Regions from separate parts of the Mus musculus genome. Here all the other regions are linked to region 3. Evidence: chromatin contacts called from public ChIA-PET and HiChIP or PLAC-seq data. All regions are on one chromosome and are shown on one strand. The core of a region is the stretch at or near the end of the contact, and the rest is flanking DNA. Distances in the headings are between cores, read along the strand shown. Region 1 overlaps 1700012I11Rik (RIKEN cDNA 1700012I11 gene). Region 2 has its middle 16 kb from the start of 1700012I11Rik. Region 3 has its middle 180 kb from the start of 1700012I11Rik.

Region 1 (2,921 bases), core at 270-2,769, 140 kb before region 3:
TGTTGGGGTTCCCTGGACTGGGCGAAGTGGGTGTGCTGGGTTCTGGTGATGGTGAGTGGTCTTGGTTCCTGTTAGTAAGATTCCTCCGTTTACCTTTCGCCATCTGGTAATCTCTGGAGTTAGTAGTTATAGTTGACTCTGTTTAGAGATTGTTCTTCTGGTGATTCTGTTACCGTCTATCAGCAGACCTGGGAGACAGATTCTCTCCTCTGAGTTTCAGTGCTCAGAGCACTCTCTGCTGGCAAGCTCTCTTACAGGGAAGGTGCGCAGATATCTTGTATTTGGACCTCCTCCTGGCCGAAGAAGAAGGCCCAAAACAGGACCTTTCTCAGACACTGTGTTGCTTTGGCAGTTCCCAGGTGGTACAGACTCTCACCTAAGCAGACTAAATTCCTAAGTTCCTTGGAGTCCCGGGACCAAGATGGCGACCGCTGCTGCTGTGGCTTAGGCCGCCTCCCCAGCCGGGTGGGCACCTGTCCTCCGGTCCGGAAGGTGGCCGGCTGTCCCCGGCCCACACAGGGTGCTGCCTCAGCGCCTCTGTGCTTCCGCCTGTTCCAGAAGCTGTCAGGTTCTCTGGCGCACCCTCTCACCTGTTCAGACTAATTTCCTAAGTTCGGCGGGTCCCGGACCAAGATGGCGACCGCTGCTGCTGTGGCTTAGGTCGCCTCCCCAGCCGGGTGGGCACCTGTCCTCCGGTCCGGAAGGTGGCCGGCTGTCCCCGGCCCACAAAGGGTGCTGCCTCAGCGCCTCTGTGCTTCCGCCTGTTCCAGAAGCTGTCAGGTTCTCTGGCGCACCCTCTCACCTGTTCAGACTAATTTCCTAAGTTCGGCGGGTCCCGGACCAAGATGGCGACCGCTGCTGCTGTGGCTTAGCGCCAATGAATTTTCTAATGACCTGAATTTAATAATATAACCCCAATGAGAAGAACCCTGATGCTTATTGTAGAGGGTAACTAACATTGAATCTTCAATAATTTTAGTATCTTAAAAGTAAGAAAGGAAGGGGGTAGTATTTTAGATAATAGGATATGGAATGAAAGGACAACCAAATGCAAGTCACTGTCCTCAAATACAAACACATGCAGTCATTTGTCGACACATGGCCTGAGGAGATGACTCATGGTGTGTGGTTTGAACATGGGCAACACATTAGGCAATCCTACTGCTTCGAAGATAATTCTCAAATATAGCCATTGTACTGTGGGTATGTAGGAAAATAGCTTAGATTTTTGGATTAAATATTGCAGTTATTAGTGGTCACAGTCATGATGATTATAGCTCACTTTCAAATGCTTTATTAAAAGGGGTAGAGGTGGTTGATCCAGTGGCAGAGAACCTACTTAGCAGGCACAAAACCCTTAGGTTTCATCCCTAGTCTTAGCAAAAGAAAAGGACAAAATATCCAAAAGCTTATACATAAAATGCAACTTTTTAGTAATTTCTGGGTGACTCTGGAGAGCTCTAGTCTCATTGCTCATCAGGAAAGGACTTGGCAGTCATTCGCAAGTCCTGCAGTCATCTGGTTTCTGGGTTCCTCATTACAAAACTCAGCTTTAGACCAGAGAATTCTTCTGTCCCAGAGCACCCTTGTACACATAGCCCCCACCCCCCAACCCCCAGTATTGATCTGGGCTTGGAGCCAGTTGAGACATGATCAGGTTGCCACCATAACCCAGGGGATACTTACCTGTGTCACTTTCCCCCTATGATTTCTAGATGCTCCTCGTGCACCACCAACTCAAGTTACCATTAGTTCCTGGGCAAGAAAACTGTGAATCTAACTGAGGACCATGTAGGCACTGTGATGGTTCATGTTGATTGTCACCATGACAATGAATCACCTGGAAGAGAGTATCAGTGAGGCAATGTCTATATTGGCTTGGCCTATAGCCGTGTCTGTGGGAGAGCTGTCTTAATTGTTATGTGAAGATTCACAACCCTGTGTACAGCAGTATTTGCTAGACTGGAGGTTCTGACTTGGGTAAGGATAGAGATAACAACCTGAGAGCAAGCAACTAAGCCAAGTATGCTTTCATTTCTTACTTCCTGCTCTTCACTATGGATGGCAGATGAATAGCTGCCTTGACTTCCTCACAGTGATGGGCACTAATTTAGAATTGTGAACTGAAATAAAGCCCTGCTAGTTAGTTGTTTGTCAACATGACATAGGCAAAGGTCGTCTGGGAAGAGAGAGACTCAATTGAGAAAATGTCTCCATCAAACTGGCTTTAGGCAAGCCTAAGGGATCATTTTGTTGATTACTGATTGATACTGGAGTGAGATGATATTGCATGTATGTCAGTAGCACTTTCCCAATAGCTATCGATATTTTAAAATCTGCCCCATGTCTTAGCAATAAATACTTCTCCAAAAAGATTTTGTGTGGTCCTGTCCACACAAACTTCAACAGAATCTTAACAACGTACAGGTAGAAATAAAGATGATCCCCCAACTCACAAAGGATTGAATTATGAGTGCTTGATTTTAGAACAATGCAAACATGATATACAGAGAGTAGGAACAAAGGGCAGAATCTTGGCCTGTCCCCTGGATATACAGTGTGATACTCTCACAATGGTGACCAGTGGCTGTGATCCATGTCTCCCTGTCAGCTGTGTCACTGGAAGGGAAATAACTGCTAAGGTGATTTTGCTGCACTGAACACTGGTTTATCTTGAGGTCATTTCAACTCACAGTGAGCTTTTTGGGTCATAATCCCATCAGAAGTTGAGGAGAAACTGTGTGTTTCATTCACGTTTGCATCTTAGAAATATCTGCCTTATTTTCTAGGTGCTAATGCTTCTATTAAAGAGGAAAGGTCAAGAAAGAGAGGAGAATGAGGGGGGAGGGGAGAGAACAAGGAGAGAAAATAGGGTGAGGGAGGGGAGAGGAAGAGAGGGAAAGAGGGAGGGAGGAAGAGAG
Region 2 (3,153 bases), core at 70-2,569, 200 kb before region 3:
TCCTGGGAAGGAGAGTTCGTCGTACTCTTGTACATTTTGCAATCTATAGTTTGCTGTGACTTTCTCCGCCTAAATTTCTACTTTTACACAATGTCCTTCAATTATACTGAGATCCAATCATGTTCACTGGAGAGGCCTTTTTAATAGTTGCCATATTCTTGGTAGGAAGGAACAATTGATGCCATGAGAGCCCCCTGGGGCCTGTAGAGATGCTGTGGACACCATCACAGACAGGCACACTAGCAAGTCTCCGATGACTTCTCAAGCCCAGCCCCATTTAGATGCAGGCCTTCCTGCCCTGGTCTAGCTCAGCAGCCTCTGCATCTTCGGGCCTTCTGGGCGGGTTTTAAACCTCTACTTGGTGTTTCCCAGAGCATGCTTGTGAAAAGACACAGCCTAGAGAAGCAGACACATCCCCCTCTCTGTCAACTGACCACAGCAATGAGCATGGGGCCTAAGCTCCCCCTGGGGGTATTCCTCCTCCTTTTCCCCAGCAGCAAGGCTGGTCAAGCCACTCATCTTCCTGGTGTCCTCTGTTGACTTGCTGAGCTGACAGGAAGTGGCTTCCCAGCTGTGGTGGTGGTGGTGGTGGGTGTGGATCTTACAACTTTAGAAAACAGTGCCCAAAGGCTGAGATTTGCTGAGAGCAAAGTTTTGCCTCAGAACCTTAGTGTGGCCCTTTCTCTCCACCAATGAACTTCTTTCTGTCTGTGTGGGTCAAGCGGAGTTACGATAAGGAAGGCTTTTGTTATCTCCCGCTACATTCCTCCAGAGAGGATTTACTAAAGACACTTCGACCATGAGGATAACAGTAACATATCATGTCCTCATGCCCAATTTTTCTTCCATCTCACTTTGAGAAATCCAATCCAATCCAGAATAATGAAACCATTTGATAAAACAGTCTATGCTCAGAGATTCTGTATGTTTGAAGTACTAGAGAGCTCCCGCTAACAGAAAGACGATCCCCTCACAAGAATGGCTGCTCACTTCCTCCAGATCTGTCTGCTCTCTTCCTCCTCTGCATATTGCATTTCTTTCCAAGATGCTGCTCATCATTATGTGGTGACATCCACTTGGCCAGTAGGATTCCGTATCTGTCCAGGCATTCCGTGAATGCTGGTCATTTCTAGACCGGTTGTGCGAAAGCAGTCTTATCCAAAGGGGATAGTCAGTATGGTATCTTGTTGCATAAACAGCCGAATGACTGACACAAGCTCATTCTATCCACCTGGGCAGTTTTAGGGAGCAATTCATGCATTTTCTGAGCTGTTCAGCCCACACACCTAGGTGCTGAGTTTCCTCTTCCCCTTTGAAGTCTGGTTCAGTGTGAAGCCTTTGCAGGAGCAGGAAGCAGCTGGAGCGACCATTTGTTTACGTACTCCTGACTGCAGCTTGAGCTGGGTTTTTGAAAAAGTGGGAAATGGATAATTGTTCAACAAGCTATTCCCTGTAGTCAATTAAAAATTCCTTTTGGCTTTAAAAAAAAATACCTGGTACTTCAAACACATAGAATCCACATGTGGATTGTCTTATTAAACTGTTTCATTATTCTAGAATAATTGATTTGTTTTTTTGTTTTTTTGTTTTTTTGTTTTGTTTTTTCAAAGACAGATGGAAGAAAAACTGGGAATGAGGACATAATTTGCTAATGTTGTCCATGTGGCCAACACATCTTTAGTAACTCTTCTTTGGAGAGCTGGACATGGGCATGACGGTACGTGGGTAATGATTGCTGGCACATCCTTGCCTCATGGCTAAATCCCAGGCCTGTGAGCAGGCAGGGCAAGGGAGCTGCTGGCTGATTTTGAACCTTGGAGCAGTGGGCAGTTCCTGGCTTGAAGGCTGCTTGTGCGAAGTGAACATGGTTGTGTCTGTTTTCAGTCTTACGCTCACAATATCTAGCCCAATACAGCAGGGGCAGGGAGTATACCCGTCAGCCTTCAGGGCAATTGGGAATGAATTCATGAGAGCAGAATCAGGCAGAGTCTCCTGGGAGCAGCAAGCCATGGCCATCCTTGATTCACGTTGAGTTATTTCTAAGTGTGTGTGTGTGTGTGTGTGTGTGTGTGTGTGTGCTGGGGGTGGTAGTGGTGCTGGTGAGCACCATCCCCTGTCCATTCAGTGTAATTTCCATTCTCATGAGATGAGAATTCTCTAGCCAAATCTCATTCACCTTACATCTACAATTTCCAAGACACAGACAGATGAGAGAGGACCACAATGCTTGGATTCTAGAGACTAGCTACTGATCTGCCTGTTTTTGACCTGTGTGTTCTCAGGAAAGCCAGGATCCATCTTCTTGCTATCAAGGGCTGACCTGGCTGATGCCCCTTAACAGCCCTCCTGGAGCTGATGTCACTGCCACCTCTCAGAATTACGGTTTATATATTCCCTACAGAAAGAGATGACTGATCCTGGCTAGATAACCTTGCACTGAGAGGAGTTGGCTGCTCCTTGCTGTCTCAAGGAACATTAGCAGTTTGTTTATCTGTGACCTGTGATGTCCTCAGGCCCACAAAGAAGATCCTGACTGGTACCCATTAGCTACTTTAGCTCATAACTGATGAGCTCTCTAGAGTTACACCTTTTTGAAAGGCTAGGAGTGTTCTCTTCTTCTTTACTCAACAAATTCTTGCCATCCTGCAAAACAGCTCCAACATTCTTTTTTTCTTTTCTTTTTCTCTCTTCTCTTCTCTTCTCTTCTCTTCTCTTCTCTTCTCTTCTCTTCTCTTCTCTTCTCTTCTCTTCTCTCCTCTCCTCTCCTCTCCTCTCCTCTCCTCTCCTCTCCTCTCCTCTCCCCTCCCCTCCCCTCCTCTCCCCTCCCTCCCGCCCTCCCTTCTGCCCCATCTCTCTCTCTTTCTTACTTTCTTTCTTTTTGGATGTCTTATCTGACCAGCTTGGGAGTGTTGAGTATATCAACCTTAGTTTCTAAAGTATGATTAATTTTTCTGATGTCTTTATTGGAGCAGCAGCAACAACAACAAGCAAACACTTGTCATAGAGATTGAGATAGGTCCAAACATACAAATCCCCCTCTAATAAGGAAGACATTAGGGGCATTAATAAGCTGTCTTATGATGAGAGTTCTAGCAGAAGGGAGCACAAACATCCAGGGGGGCAGAGTTCTGAAAGAACGCAGTTGCAAATGTC
Region 3 (2,940 bases), core at 53-2,552:
CAGTCCCTCCTGGAACTTGCAGATATTCTAGTCTCTGCCAGAACGACTTTTTCTATTCCCCTTGTCTGATTAATGTCCCCTTTCCACCCCCTCCTCTTGGTGTCACATTATAAGGGATTTGCCCCACCCCCAACCTCCCACTGGGTCTGGCTTCTCACTTAGCAATGCAGCTTCCTTCCTAATGGTGGTCAAGGCTGTAGTCGGACACTTGCCTTCATTGGTTAATTCATCGGACTCTACGCATGCAAAAACAGGGAGAGCTTGTCTTCTTTTGATTGGTTTTGCATCTCTGCCACCTAACCCGTAGTGTGGATTTAAAAACTGTCTATTGAAGAATTGAGTAAACAGGAAGATGTAGATGTGTGTCAGTTCTTTGTATGTGGTGACAGATTCCATGTGAGCTGGTCCCTAAATCCATGCATAGGGCAAGGGGGACAGGGTATTATGATCACAGCCAGGATCAGGATCCTGAAAGTATGGATGGCCACATCAAAGACTTCACAGGTCATCATTGTGCCAAAGTGGTCACAGACACTGTGTGAGCAAGCCTGGCTGTGTTTTAGTAAAAGCATATTTATAGACTCAGTGACTTGAATTCCACGTCATTTATTTGTATCACGGAATATTTTTCTTCTTCAAACTTTTGTCTACAACTGCTTAAAATGTGAAAATGGCTCTTAGACTATGTCAGTTGTACAAATATAGGTTGCCTGTTAGATTCAGGCCATAGGCTGATCCCTAGTTGATGCTCTTGCTATCTACCCTCGGGTGTTTCCTTTGACATTTTCCAGAAGGTCACACTCCTTGCCTGCCTCTCATTATTTCTGTGACCCGTAGAGTGCTGCTCAATATTGGCTGTTCAGGAACATAGTGGTTGGGTTAGCTGAGTACAATGGTGACCTCTGAAGGTAAAGTGTAGCTCATGTATGAGCATTTTGGGGGTCTTGGACATGCTCCTCCAGCTGTGGGAATGTAAGGATGTCTGTCTGTGGGGGATGAGAAAGATACTGATGGACAGCAAAAGGATATTATCAAGGTGAGAAGGCAGATGCCAGAATCCCAGAACTGTGGGCAGCCTTGGTGGGGGGCTGTCTGTCTTCTCATCTGTTTGGAAAGTCTCATATCCATCCCCAGAATTGAATTATATTGCTTTCCCCCAGCGATACCTCATGCTTGTGAAACTCAGCCTTTTTTCCACACCATTCATTTTCACCAAATAAGGCTTGACATTTGTGAAGGGTTAGTGAAGATAAGACTCAGGGTGGAGCAAAAGGATGTGAGAAGGGTTACCACATGCAGTGTGTGGGCAAAGATCACAGATGACATCTGTTTTCAAAAGGAGAAGAACCCAACCAACCAGTTCTCAGTCCTCTAAACCTGATTCTTTTGGTAAATGCCTACAGTGTATGTGTGTGTGTGTGTGTGTGTGTCTGTGTGTGTGTGTGTGTGTGTCTGTGTGTGTCTGTGTGTGTAAAACCTGGCAACTCCAGTTTGCTTTGTATTTCACTGTCTTTTTCTCACAAGTGCAATTAACCGTGGCCACCTATGAATATTTCCCTGTGGGACACTTGGAAGTCTGTGGCCTTCTTCCATGTCAATGGCCACTTCTATTCAGCATGGCATGCTTTCTCACAGGGATCAAATTTGACTTCTGTACAATTACCAGCTCTCTCCCTGTGGAAACAGACATGCTAGCTTACATTTTCTTATTTTTGCTTGCTTTCCTGCACTTGTGTCCTGTGCAGGAGAATCTGGTCATATCAATTACCTGACCCAGGGACTAAGAAGAATGAAAATGTTTAGGAGATGGTTGTCCCCAAATTCAACCTACTGATGCCATGAAATTTCCCCCTGGGAAAAAAATGGCTAAAATGGTAAATTTTAAGTTTTACCATAATAGAAAGTTGATCTTTGTCCTAGTTACTTTTTTTTTCTTTTTCCTTTTTTTTTTTTTTTTGCTTAACTTGTTCTAGTTACATGGTCACTTTTATCATCCCTGGACCAAATACCTGACAAGAAGAAGTTTAAGAAAGAAAGGGTTTATTTTGCCTTATAGTTCTGAGGGTGGGGGATACAGTCCATTATGGTGGGAAAAGCATGGTGACAGAAGCCAAAAGTTGGCTGATGGCAGTGACTGACAGCCAGGAAGCAGAGAGTGAACAGGAATTGGGTCCGGTTAGAATGCCTTGACATCTCTTCTAACATTCATAATCTACTTCGAGCAAAACTCTGCCTTCCAAAGGTTCTACAGTATTCCAAAACAGTAAAACCCCCTGGGGAGTAAGTGTTCAGACACATGAGCCAACAGTGGGTAGGGGACATTTCACATTCAAACCACAGCAGTTCTCAATGACCACAGAACAACTTTATAAGAATAATAGGGATCGGAGATATAGCGATATCACAACAGTTGAAAGCATTTACAGCTGTTGCAGAGGACTCAGATTTAGTTATAAGTACCCATATGGCACATTCTAACTCTATCTCCAGTTCTAGGGGATCTGATGTCTTCTTATGTTCTCCGTGAGCACCAGGGATGGCATGTATGTGGTACACATACATATATGCAGAAAAAACATTCATACACACAAAATGAAAACAAAGAAATCTAGGAAGACCATGATAGGAACCCACTGAAGATTTTGTACCTCTGTATTAGTTAGGATTTCATCACTGTGACCAAAATGTCAGGCACAAACAACTTAAGGGAAGAGTTATTTCTTTTGCATTATTAGTATTTGGAATAATGGTGGGGAGAGCTTGGTGGAGTAGTGTTCTTCATATCATGATGCTCAGAAAGGAGAGAAAGGAGAATGTTGGTGTTCTCTGGCCGTCTCCTGCTACCCCCTTTTATTGTCTAGAGGCTTTCCAGTTTGTGGGATGGTGCAACCACATTCAAGGCAGGTGTCTACTTTATGATTAATCCTCTCTGTGAATGTC

What was found. ChIA-PET counts read pairs in DNA pulled down with a chosen protein or histone mark. HiChIP or PLAC-seq counts read pairs in DNA pulled down with a chosen protein or histone mark.
Region 1: a contact with region 3 is called in an H3K27ac HiChIP or PLAC-seq map of bone marrow-derived dendritic cells, with 2.5 times the contacts expected there. The contact joins two enhancer-like sites. A contact is called at or near these places in 13 of 484 Hi-C or Micro-C datasets (CD4 T cells, CD8 T cells, Th1 cells and 8 more) and 4 of 115 datasets of contacts at active chromatin or transcription factors (CD8 T cells, bone marrow-derived dendritic cells, large pre-B cells and 1 more).
Region 2: an RNA polymerase II ChIA-PET map of memory CD8 T cells shows a contact between it and region 3, with 38 read pairs. The contact joins two enhancer-like sites. A contact is called at or near these places in 2 of 15 datasets of contacts at CTCF or cohesin (CD8 T cells and the NIH/3T3 cell line), 2 of 484 Hi-C or Micro-C datasets (CD8 T cells and bone marrow-derived macrophages) and 1 of 115 datasets of contacts at active chromatin or transcription factors (memory CD8 T cells).

The regions. Positions count from the first base shown.
Region 1 is chr15:67,271,457-67,274,377 of GRCm38.p6, forward strand. The region is part of intron 4 of 1700012I11Rik (RIKEN cDNA 1700012I11 gene); the gene reads left to right. Among named protein-coding and RNA genes, the nearest start is that of 1700012I11Rik, 46 kb to the left of the region's middle. Within about 2 kb of position 1,520, at least 32 of the 459 cell types and tissues checked have an H3K27ac peak or open chromatin away from gene starts, as enhancers often do. A contact at or near this core is called in bone marrow-derived dendritic cells, where this site is marked.
Region 2 is chr15:67,209,047-67,212,199 of GRCm38.p6, forward strand. No RefSeq gene overlaps it. Among named protein-coding and RNA genes, the nearest start is that of 1700012I11Rik, 16 kb to the right of the region's middle. Within about 2 kb of position 1,320, at least 46 of the 459 cell types and tissues checked have an H3K27ac peak or open chromatin away from gene starts, as enhancers often do. A contact at or near this core is called in CD8 T cells and memory CD8 T cells, where this site is marked.
Region 3 is chr15:67,408,924-67,411,863 of GRCm38.p6, forward strand. No RefSeq gene overlaps it. Among named protein-coding and RNA genes, the nearest start is that of 1700012I11Rik, 180 kb to the left of the region's middle. Within about 2 kb of position 1,303, at least 59 of the 459 cell types and tissues checked have an H3K27ac peak or open chromatin away from gene starts, as enhancers often do. A contact at or near this core is called in CD8 T cells, bone marrow-derived dendritic cells and memory CD8 T cells, where this site is marked.